Linked DNA regions of Mus musculus: all the other regions are linked to region 1. A link is a contact called in public Hi-C and HiChIP or PLAC-seq data. All regions are on one chromosome and are shown on one strand. The core of a region is the stretch at or near the end of the contact, and the rest is flanking DNA. Distances in the headings are between cores, read along the strand shown.

The links. Hi-C and Micro-C count contacts between places; a contact is called where the count stands out from the background. HiChIP or PLAC-seq counts read pairs in DNA pulled down with a chosen protein or histone mark.
Region 2: a BATF HiChIP or PLAC-seq map of CD8 T cells shows a contact between it and region 1, with 9 read pairs. The contact joins two enhancer-like sites. A contact is called at or near these places in 1 of 15 datasets of contacts at CTCF or cohesin (CD8 T cells) and 1 of 115 datasets of contacts at active chromatin or transcription factors (CD8 T cells).
Region 3: a contact with region 1 is called in a Hi-C map of group 2 innate lymphoid cells, with 4 times the contacts expected there. The contact joins two enhancer-like sites. A contact is called at or near these places in 4 of 484 Hi-C or Micro-C datasets (Th2 cells and group 2 innate lymphoid cells) and 1 of 115 datasets of contacts at active chromatin or transcription factors (CD8 T cells).

What each region holds. Positions count from the first base shown.
Region 1 is chr2:9,576,050-9,580,086 of GRCm38.p6, reverse strand. No RefSeq gene overlaps it. Among named protein-coding and RNA genes, the nearest start is that of Gm13218, 15 kb to the left of the region's middle. Within about 2 kb of position 2,051, at least 15 of the 459 cell types and tissues checked have an H3K27ac peak or open chromatin away from gene starts, as enhancers often do. A contact at or near this core is called in CD8 T cells, Th2 cells and group 2 innate lymphoid cells, where this site is marked.
Region 2 is chr2:9,799,976-9,804,012 of GRCm38.p6, reverse strand. No RefSeq gene overlaps it. Among named protein-coding and RNA genes, the nearest start is that of Gata3, 77 kb to the left of the region's middle. Within about 2 kb of position 2,247, at least 35 of the 459 cell types and tissues checked have an H3K27ac peak or open chromatin away from gene starts, as enhancers often do. A contact at or near this core is called in CD8 T cells, where this site is marked.
Region 3 is chr2:9,376,442-9,380,478 of GRCm38.p6, reverse strand. All of the region lies in intron 1 of Gm13219 (predicted gene 13219), which reads right to left. Among named protein-coding and RNA genes, the nearest start is that of Gm13219, 26 kb to the right of the region's middle. Within about 2 kb of position 2,303, at least 7 of the 459 cell types and tissues checked have an H3K27ac peak or open chromatin away from gene starts, as enhancers often do. A contact at or near this core is called in Th2 cells and group 2 innate lymphoid cells, where this site is marked.

The DNA.
Region 1 (4,037 bases), core at 802-3,301:
AGATATGTAGTTAGCATTTAGTCATCTATTATTCTGCTGGGACAAACCAGTAGGTTGTGTTCTTGAAATATGTCTTCTGTGTTTAGCTGGCAATATAGATCTAGAATGGTTTCATCTAAGATGGAATATCTGAGCACATCCAGGGGGGGCGCAGAGATGGGAATATGTGTGTGCAGAGCCGTGAAGGGAAGTAGCAATGAAAGTCCAAGACGTGTAAAAGGACAGGGACACAGACTTCTTGGAACTTGTGCAGCCTAGAGTCAGTGTTTAGGGCGTGGCTAGAAGGAAGGATCCATGTGTGGTGGAGGCAGAAGCTCTAGCCTGTGGTTGACTTGGACTTGACAAAGTGGGCGTTAGGTAGATACAGTGGGGTTTTCAGCATCACCAAAACCACTAAGGTTTTGGGCACACAAACTTAGCAAATTGCAAAGTCCAAACTTCCAAAAGCTGCTAGGAAGTTGGCAGTGCCCCTTCTAGTCTTGGACACTAGAGATGATGGTCAGGACTGGGCCGAGGAGACTTGAGTGTCATTGATGGATGCTAATTAAGCCACGCAGGAGTAACCTTCTGGTCTTCACTTCTGTCCTTATCTCCCAAAGCAGATCTGAGGCTGAGGTCAGGGCCAGTCCTATCCAGACTGAGAACATGACAACTCTCTTCTTCCCAAGGTCCTCTTGACTTAATACTTCTTTTCATGTTGGTTTTGAATTCTGATCCTAGTTTGAATGTGTTTATAATCCATGACATCTAAGAGGTCATCTTCTGGGTCAGCCTCTATCGTAGTGATGCTGAGAATCTTTGTTTCCTTTTGGATTAAAGATCAGCCCACATACCTCTGTTTTCTTCTTGGTAGATAGTTCTGAGCTCTGATTAAAAAGAATCAACTACGTTTTCAGCAATATCTTTTAAAACAAGGACTGCAAGGTTGCTTACACACTTTTCATAGAAATATTAATTACATTAATTTAAAGTTTATTCTATATTTATGTGCTGGAGTAGAGGTCTATGGGTAGAGTGCTTTCTCTGCAAGCATGAGTTTGGATCTCCAGCACCCATACACAAGGTGGGCACAGCAGCCTTCACGGTAACAGCACTGAGGGCACAAAGATAGCAGATCCTGGGAGCTCACTGACCTGCCAACCTTGAAGAAATGGCAAGGTCCTATTTCAGTGAGAAACCCTATTGTAAAAAAAAAAAAAAAAAAAAAAATTAGGTGCAGAGTGAGAAAGACACATATGAGCTGTCTTTGGTCTCCAAAGGCACCCATAGTTGAATGTGTACACACACACACACACACACACACACACACACACGTGTGAGAGTGCATACATACATGCACATACACAGATGCACACAGACACACACAAACACACATATACACATACACAAACACACACACATATACACACACAGATACACACAGGCACACACACTTGAACACACATATAGGAACACACACACACACACACACAGATGCACACAGGCACACAAATACATATAACATGGGCACATGCATATATATACACAGACATGACACATGCACACACTACAAACTACACACAGAAAAATACTAAAAAAAATCAACATATATTATTATAAAGTTATTATTTTGACCGTTAGCATACAACCAATTGGCAACATATTATGGGAGTGGGATGATTAAGTTGCACTCAATTCCATGCCACATAAGAAGGAGTTTTGGGCCCACCCCCTCACCCTGCCATGTACTCACTCACTCACTTCCCACTGAGAGAACTGACAAGTCACTGAGAAATGACAAGTCACTTTACCCTGTACTTGCTTTAGTCAAAATGAAAAGCACTTCGAAGAAAGGGTCCTGGGTACAGAGGCTGAGGGCGAGTCCTCAGGCTTTCTGCTGCCTCCCTGGAAACCCACAAGCTTGGCCTTTACCTTAGATGATTCTACCTTGACAGAGATGATTAAAAGCCCGCCTTACATAGAATCACTTTCTTCAACATTTGCGCAGTGGTGATCTTGTGCTTTGGGGTTTTCCTCAGTGTTTCCATTAAGTTACACATCTGTGCCTCCTCCCTTTGACCTCTCTGCACTGGAAAGAAATAAAACACCCCACATTAGCATAACTCCCCAACCTGACAGGTAGCATTTAGCCACTGATTTATAGTCTCTAGCCTACATTAGTTTCCATCTTCCATCCCTTCCCCACCTCATGCAGACCCTGTGTGCTTTGTCAATGCTCACTTGTGTGTGTGTGTGCCCGTGTGTGTGCGTGTGTGTGTGTGTGTGTAATGGATGTGAACCTAACCATTAACTTCACATCTCTGGTTTAATGCAGATACTTTTGTTAAATGACAATATAATTACCAGTCATCGGCAAACCTCAAAAAGGTTGGGAGGTTTGGTTCAGTTAAACACCCAAGAACTCAGATCCTTATCTGACATTTACCCCTCGATTTTGGCAGGCCCAGGCTGGCGAACTCTCAAGGTAGATCCACTGTGTGAGATCTCTGTCAGCAATTCTGTTGTTCACTCCCCAATATCAGTTCTTCTAACCTTCAGGCTTGGTCAATGGAGCCCAAAACACAACCACTAAAATGTAAAGAAAATGTTGTCCCCATCCAGTTGAGGTGAAGAAAGTTTCCAGGAAGACATAGAAAGCAACATCCTAAAAATCATGGTAGAGGAAAACCTGCTACCATTTTTGTTTTGTTTTGTTTTGTTTTGTTTTGTTTTGTTTTGTTTTGTTTTGGTTTTTTGCTTAGCTCAAAATGTTCAAAGCTGCAAAGTTTTTGAGAAGTTTGGACATCAGGTTGGGGTGGTGGAGAGAAATTGCTGAGGGTGAGAGATAACTCGGAGGTGTGTGTGTGTGTTTCCTAGGAAAAGTGTTAATGTTTAAACACCTTTTGGTATGCTGAGGCAAGCCAGTGGGTAATGTACTTTTAAAAAAGAGGTTAAGATATTGTCAGCCCTGGTGTTTTGTGTTAGGTTTAGAAGGTATGTGTTGCATCAGTGGTGGTTTTTCCAGTTTTTCCTTCTTCTGAATGACTGTTTTGTTGTTTTGTTTTGTGTCTTTTTGTGTGTTTCCTGAAATGAGAATGGCCTTAACTCTTAGGGCACATCTACCCATGACTTAGAGAAGTGATATTGTCTCCTGTGTAGTTTTGGATGGTCAGTGCCAGAAATAGGCACAGCTCCAGAGTCTGTATTTGGTATGGAACTCTTAGTATCTGTGTGGCACTGTGTGATCCCTTACGGAGAAATCCAGCCTTGAAATAAAAACGCTGCATTTTTGAGATGTTAGAGCATATTGTAGTGGGAGGAAAACTCTCTCAATCTCTCTCTCTCTCTCTCTCATCCTCCTGGTTTGCCCCAGTACTCGTCTTTTTAGTTGGGTGCTGGGTATGGAACTTGGTCCTCATGCTAATGAGCCAAAGATCATACCAACCGAGTCACTCCCTCAGCTTGAATCAAAACTTAAAAAACACACTTACTTACTTCATACTGAATTTATTACTATGTCATATGTCTTGGTTTCTTCAGTTTCCTCTGGAATATCTTTTTTTTTAAATATTGTTTTTTGAGTTTATAGTATAATTACCCCATCTCTTCTATCTTATATACCACCAAACTTTCTCTCCCATGTAACATCCCTTCCTGCTCTCTTTAGAGGCCTCTTTTCTTTAATTGCTTTACACACACACACACACTCACTCATAAACATAACTACAACATGTTCAACCCATTTACACTGTTACTTGCATGTATGTTATCAGGGTTGACCACTTGATATGGGATTTCTTTTTACCCCCGAGCATCCTCTTTTTCTTGCTTAGGAACACTTCCTGTGTCAGTGAGGATTGTCCCAATATGGCAGGGGGTGCGGGGTCTGTGTATAGGTTGATCTGATGCTGTGCTCTATGAATTCAATTGCGCATCTTGAGTGTTGTGTTCACCGGAGAGATGTTCAATGGCTCGAGCATGTATACCTAAGTCCTTAAGTTAAGATTACTCTGAAATTCTGCACTCTTTTAGGGCCACCAACTCTCTGTCCAGCCCTA
Region 2 (4,037 bases), core at 998-3,497, 220 kb before region 1:
TTAGAAAGTTGGATGTGGCATGGTACACTTGTTGAAAGATGAAACACACACATATGTACCCAGTTATACACACATATACACACATACATTCTCACACTTACACATACACACACATACACACACATACCTATACACAAATATACATACCCATGCACACATATACACACACACACACATATACACACTCAAACATGCAAATACACACTCATATATACATATATACACATATATTCACACACACACACACACACACACACACACACACACACACACACACACACACACACACACACAGAGGAGCATGAGGGTTTGGGCCTGGTGGCACACTCCTGTAACCTCAGTACTTAGGAGTCAGAGACAGGAAGAGCCTAGTGAGTCTGAAGGCAGCCTGGTCTATGTATCAAATTCCAGGTCATCCAATGAATACATAGTGAGATCCAGTCTCAGCAAACAGAACCGGGGGCTGGAGAGATGGCTCCACGGATGAGATGTTTGGGAATACTTCCTGCTTTTGCAGAAGACCTGAGTTTGCTTTCTAGCTCACAACTGTCTGGAATTATAACTCCAGGGGATCTGTCTTCCTAGTCTAGCCACTGTTGAGGTGTGTTCTCACATGCTCACACCCACACGTAGACATGACGTAAAGTACAAGAGACCTTAACGAACAGAACGAAGAAACACGCAAACGCAGGAGAGAAGGAGACTTTCAAGATCCGCCAGCTTCTCACTGTCCATCACAGCACTTCTGAACACTTCTGGTGAACTCGCTCTACGGAGTATTCTCCAGTCGTGGGTGGCTAAGTGAGGGTCCGAGATCCTGTGAACAGCACTATGCTGATCACCTGCTATTGTGAATGCTCTCCTGTAGCTTTTGATCCAGTGACTCATCCTGACTCACTCGCTCTCTGGTGTGCCAGGAGAGTTAGTCTGATCAGTTTCATTAGCTTTTTTTTAAAGGGTGTTCATTGGGTGACTCAGGTCCGTCCAACTAGTTGTTACATTGTTACATAGATGAAAGACCCCGTCGGTAAGATTTTCTGTTCTTGTTTGCTTTTTACTTTCAAAATCATGGCCTAGGTGGTGTTCTGTGACTTGGTTGGTGTTGGGAGGGATGCTGCTGCCAGAAGACTGGATTAGGAAGAAGCCCCAGGAGGCCCGGATTCTGGGTCCAGCTAGCCACCTGCAGCCTTAGGCAAGTTACACAAATTTCCTGGTCAGGTTATTTCTTGAAATAAAAAAGGGGAAGCAGTGGATGGATGAGAGTTACGCTTCTGAGAATCCGTGCCCCATTCTGGGTAGAAGGTGGACCTGTCACTCAGGGATATGCTAAGTCCTCTGAACTGCTGATGTGCTGTGGGAGTGAATAGCAACCCTGGTCAGGCTGGGCTGTCCTCTTCATCTGCTCCTGTGTTCCCTCCCACTTCTCATTTTTAGTGAGTTCCAGAATCACTAAACCAAAGTGCTGCATCTAGACAACTGTGTTACTATGTGCAATGAAAGATTATTATCCCCCCATTTAGAAAACTAAAGAAAATTATTATTGGAAAGCTTTCCTTACTTCTCCTCCATCATCATCATCATTGTCATCGTCATCGTCATTGTCATCGTCATCAGATACTAGGAGAATGCTCTACCACTGAACTATATCCCCACCCCACACCTCTTTTAAAACTTTATTTTTATTTTTATTTTGAGACAGGGTCTCACTAATTATCCCAGGCTGGCTCAAATTTATAATCCCCCTGCTTCAGCTTTTCCAAGGAGCTGAGATTATTGGCTCTACATTATCAAGCCTGTTTAGAAAACGTTATTTTTTTTTTCTCTGTAAGATGTCACTATCCTGACAAGCATACCATAATACTGCCCTCACAAAACATGGTTGTATATAATTGTTCCGCTGACAAAGACCCTGTTGTCTTTACTTTCTTTAGTTAATTAATGGATTCATTAATTAATTGGTTTTGACATGTGGGTATCTCAGGCTGGCTTGAAGCGTACGGCAGTCCTGCCCTGGTCTTTCAAATTCTGGATTACAGGTGTGATTACCACATTGTCACCTTCTGAGTTCTTGTCCCTGCCACTCTGAAGGTCTCCTGACTTTGCCCCTACCTTTCTTTCCCTGGCTCACCATTTGCCTGCCCTACCTCTCCCTTCTTTTACTTCGAGGCTGCCATTGTCTTCCCTTCCCCTTCACAGGGGGTAGCTGGAGAGGGAGGATGTGGTCAGATCTGATGAGGTGAGAACCAATCCAGTTCCCTTTTCCTTCACCTCAGCCCCTTGGCAGATGTGAGACTCAATCACACCATCTCCGCCCAGACCACGGGTGGAAACTCCAGAAACCTCAGCCTTGGGACACAGTGGCCACACTCTCGTTTCGGAGTTGTTCTAGAAAGCCTTCTGACAGTAGGTGTCAGTCACACTGGTTAGCAGTTCATCTTCACAGTGGCGCAGAAGACACCACAGAGTTTGCTGGTATTGGGCAATCACACGGGACTGTCTGTGAGCCTTCCTGATTTGACGGAGGTCTCCATTTGATTGGGTCTTCTGAGTGTTATGTGTCCACCAGCACTGAGAGTTACAACTGTCTCCCTAAACAATACACTGGTGTTAGTCATAATGGAAATACCATAGCTTGTTATAACTTGGGTGGTATTGTATATTCTATGAGCTTATAGATGACAGTTAATTATTATTGCATCCAGTCTTCTTATTAATAAAAAGACAAAAGGGAGGTTTACAAGTTGGCTCCGTGGTAAAAGGAGTTGTATATGCATGAGGATCTGAGTTCAAATCCCCAGCACTGACACAAGAAACCAGGAGTGTGCCTGAAACCCCAGAGTTGTGCCGTGATGAGAGAGGAAGATGTCTGCCTTTGCTGATGGCCAGCCTAGATTTAGGTTGAGAGAGAAAAACCATGATGCAAAGGAATATGGTACACACACACACACACACACACACACACACACACACACACAGAGGCATATACTTGCACATGCAGACGTGCACATACACATACACACATTCAAACACACACAGAGGCATGCACAAGCATATACATAGGTACATGTGCATATACATGCACACACACATGCACACATACTATACATGCCCATACACACATGCACATACATACACACACATGCACACACACATACACACAAATGCACACACAGGCACATGTGCATACACACACATACATACATGGGCATACATGCACACACATACCCACATGCCCATATACACATGTACATACATATGCACACACACAGGCACACATGCATGAAAAGACACACATGCACACATACATACATGCCCATACACACATGCACATACATACACACACACATGCACACACACATACACACAAGCACATGTGCATACACACACATACATACATGGGCATACATGCACACACATACCCACATGCCCATACACACATGTACATACATATGCACACACACAGGCACACATGCATGAAAAGACACACATGCACACATACATATGCACGCACGTGTGTGTGTGTGTGTGTGTGTATGTGCACGTAAGTGCACATGCACAAGTAGATGAAAGTCATGGATGGGCATGAGTTGCTCCTGTTTGTTTCTCTCTCTCTCTCTCTCTTGCTTGCTTGCTCGCTCTCCTTGTTTTTCAGTGTTGGGGATCAAACCCATGGTCCTGTACAAGACCATGTCCAAGGCAAGTACTGGGCCACATCCTCTGACACTGTTTTTGAGAAACAGTCTTAACGTACAGACGGGGCTGGTCTTGAGCTCTTGATGTCCTACCTCAGCCTCACTAGCAATGGCACCGCAAAGCTGTGCCACACCATGCCTTATCAGAAACGAGCCCATTTTATAGCCTAGGTTGTAATAGACATTTAAGTTCATTTTACACCTTGTATTCCATGGAACTTCAAAATGCTCTCCACATCCAGAGGAATCTACAGTGGTTTCCATAGCTAGACGAGTTTCTTGTGGTCTCCTCTTTTAAGGGACTTTACAGTGGTCTTTACATCAGGGGACTTCACAGTGGTCTCC
Region 3 (4,037 bases), core at 1,054-3,553, 200 kb after region 1:
TCATCAGGTTCTAAATAAACATGGACAAACCACTAGCGTTCGCTGTTATTTTCTCAGCTGAGGTTTACGTAAAGCACTTGGTAATTATTTGTCAAACATGTACACAGCGTATACCCGTCCATCTCCTCTACTTACACAATATATCTGATATGGCTTTGTAACTTTCCTACCATTACTCTTCTGTAAAACTACAGTATTATAGCCGCAGTGCGAACAGAACAATCACAGTTTTTACTTGAATTTTATGGAGTTGAGCTCACAATTGCTTGTTAATTCACCTTTCCATTTCCCCTTTCCAGTTATTACCAGAAAGTCCTATCAACGTATTGGTTCTCACAAAATAACTCCTGTATTGCGTTTCCTTGGAGTGAAAGGTATGTAATTTTCAAAGATTTGTGCTATATTCTTGCTGGGTATGCTCTGCTTGTTCTGTCTCTGCACTACTGATATATTCTGCGGCTGACTTCTGCTTTGATGGCTAACTAAATGAAAAAAATTTCCAAGATCTCAGTTTATCCAGAAAGTGCAGCCACTTGCTCTCCACTGTAGGTCTCGTGTTTGCAGTGGTTTCAACTATACAATGTTAGCGGATACTCTTCTCTGCTTGTGCTACATTCATAGTTTCATTATGGATCCTGGAGGGATGAGGCTACACACTCCAAGTTTCAGTCTCGAGAGTCTTTTGGCTTTGTCCCAGAGCTTAGTGTTCCTGTACAGTAGACTCTGTTCTTTCCAAGAGAGAGAGAAAAAAAAATAGATTCAGCAATAGTCTCTTTGTGCATCATGCAAACAGACTTACTGGTTTTGCATTTATTCGTTATCTTAGTGTACCTGGGCATTTCTTGAAAGTAGGGTCAGTTTGTTCTCAACCTTACAAACCTAATCTATATGAAGATGAATAAACTAATAACTGTCCTATTACTTTGTGGTCCTGTGTCCCATTAACTTTCTTTATAAATTAGGTAATGGAAAGATAGATATATTGCTAGCTTCAAAAGTGGCTGTTTTAAGGACTGAAGATGTGACGTTTTGATAGAATATTTCTGTAGAATAGGTAAGAGCGTGGGTTTAGTCTCTAGTAGTACAAAGAGAAATCAACAGGTTTTAGTCTTGAAGGAGAGAAAGGGGCAGGACAGGTTTTCCAACAAAGTCCCTGTTTCTCTGGCAGGGGATGATGAATTGCGCTCCAGTTATCTGTTGCTTTCTTGGAAGAATTCAGAACACTGTGTTTACAGTAGTCCCTAATGTCTACTATTACCCTCTTAAAACTGGGTAATGGATTGATGGATTGGGAACCAAATGCATGCAGATAAAACAAGCCTGGAGTTATTGAAGTGAAAGATGTTTGGAAGAATTTTATTCTTCCTGAGTTGTTTTGAAGGTGTGAGATGTTGCTGTTAGACATTTACAGCTTTAAATAAAACATTAAACATAAAAATAAAAAACATACAAATAAATAAATAAAACATAAACATAAAACATAAAACTTTAACTTTAAATAAAACATTAGTTACCCTGGAAGAGTGAGGGTCTTTAAGCATTTTCTTATTTGAGCTCACTAACAGGAAACTGAAGGCATGAAAATATTCTTAAAGAAGTAGCTGGCAGGGGAAAAAAAGGATGGGACAGTGGTTTAGAAGCTTTTAAGTGTCTTAAAAATGAGCTCTGAGAAATCAAAGGAAAGAATTATGTACCTAGTGATCTATCTATTCATTTCTGAGGGTTCCCACGCTTATAAAGAAATATAACAGAGAGGGAATTAGTTAAGTGACTGGGTTCACTGATAGTCACCTAGCTCATCGATCAATTTTGCAGTACAAGGAAAAATGTTTAATGAAATACCTGAGCAATAGAATTGCAGACAAAAAGCACACACTTGACTAGACAGCAAACTTAACAGAGAAAAGAGATCAGAAAGTATGGGATTAGCCATAGCAAGAAACCTGAGCATCTGCTTGTTAACATGTGCAGAACCATCCCTCACTTGCTCCAAGTTTCTCTGGTGGAGATCCTTAATTGTTATGATCATCTGAGCCATGCTTACTTGATTTCATCCAAATGTGCTTTCAGAATTACAGAAGTTGTCTCTTTCTCACACTTGGCCAGGCTTCTTGCTATTCAAACTATCAGACCTGACATTTGGTTCCTGCCATACACAAAGCTTGAGATGACAGGGAAATTGTTTTCTGGGAACCATCTCTCATTCCTGCTGCTGATGAATTGCCAAGCCCTTCTGAGAACACAACCCATCAGTCCTTTGAAACAGAGCGTCAGATAACGTAGTCACGCTCAGCTGATTCTCCAACAGATAAATGGTGAACTTCACCGAAGCTACCTGCCCACAAGTCTTTTGAGCTGAAAACAGTCGAGTCTCAGATAACAAAGGAACTTGATGACTTTTAGCATAGTCATGGTTTTCCTTGGCCCACACATAGACAGTGGTGATTTCTGGGTCTTTTAAAGCATTTTATTTGCATATCTCATCTTTAGTAACTCATGCTCGAACCACAGAAATGGTTAGAGGATCCATGATGCTAGACACACACGACATGTTCAAGAAATATTAGAGGGACCAAGGAAAGGGAGAGCTAGACTTTGTTATGTGTAACTGGCCATTGGTAGCACTGCTGCCTTTGATATGCCCCCCAAGAAGTATTTTATATGCTCAGAGCTCAATTAATTGATACATAAGTATGGTCCTCCTCAAGCATAGAGGTTCATTATGCCAATGTTTGTATCTTTCCATTTTTTTTACTGTGGCTTGCAAACATTAAAAATAAACGCCCAAATAAGCTAAGACTAGGGAATGAGATATTGACTATGACCCAAGATTCTAGCATAGCTAGTCACCGACAGACTAGCCTGGGGACTGGATTGTGTTAGGTGACATGCATAGATTAATTTTTCTAGATTCTTTGCTAGAATAGAGTACGGCAAAATGTTCTCATTTTGTAAGGAAGGCAGTGTTTTAGATATGATTTAATTATCCGGTAGTAAGGACCTTGCAAAAGAGACTTAAAGGACTTTTAGTCACCTTCAAGGTGACCTCCATCATCTTGCAGACGTGAGCTTCAACTGATATGCTATTTTGATTTTGTGTTTTAAATCAGGGCTGATGATTTTGACAATAGTAATAATAATATGAGCACTAATAGGGTTAATACTTATTGAAAGTTTACAACATGCTGGGGATCACTGATAATTTTTTGACATCTATTTTTTAATTCAATGCCTACAACAATCAACCTGCCGGATAACTGCTTATTACAATGAGGAAGCTGTGGCTTAGAGTTAAGTAAATTGCCCAAGGCCACAGAGCTTGTTAACCGGCAGATCTACACTGGATTTTAGAAGTAGGTTGTGCTGGTGCAGATCAGTCAAAGCAGAAAGACTGATAGTAATTTTAGGATTTAAATAGGTTCAATGCAAGCAGAGCAGACAAATAACTAACTACAATTCATAGTTTTCTGCACATGTCTGTTGTTTTAATTGCATTCAAACCTTTTGATCAAGGGTTTGCAAATTATGGCCTCTGACTTCAATCTTATCTACCACCTGTTTTTATATGGATTGTGAGCTAAGAATGATTTGTTTGCTTTTAAATGGTTGAAAAAATTGAAATCATATTTTGTGGGTATGTGAAAAAAATATGAACTTCATACCCTCATGTCTATAAATAGGTGTTAATAGACTAGTGTTAAAATATTATCTACCCTGGTCCTTGGACTACAGTGGTAGAGTTCAATAGTTGTGACAGGAATTTGGTGGTAAGCAAAGCCTAAAATATATATTGTGTGGTTCTTTTCATAAAAAGCTTATGAGGAGACAAAGGTGATACTACATACCTGTAATCCCAGAACTTAGGATATGAATATAGAAAGGTCATCCTTAGCTATCTCATGAGTTCTAGGATATCCTGGATCATAAGAATTCTTGTTTCAAAACAAAAACCAAAACAAAAAAAATCTGAAAGTCAAAAAGATAAAGAAAAATCAAAATCATAACAGCTCTTCCTTTTAACTTTCTGTAGCAAAGTG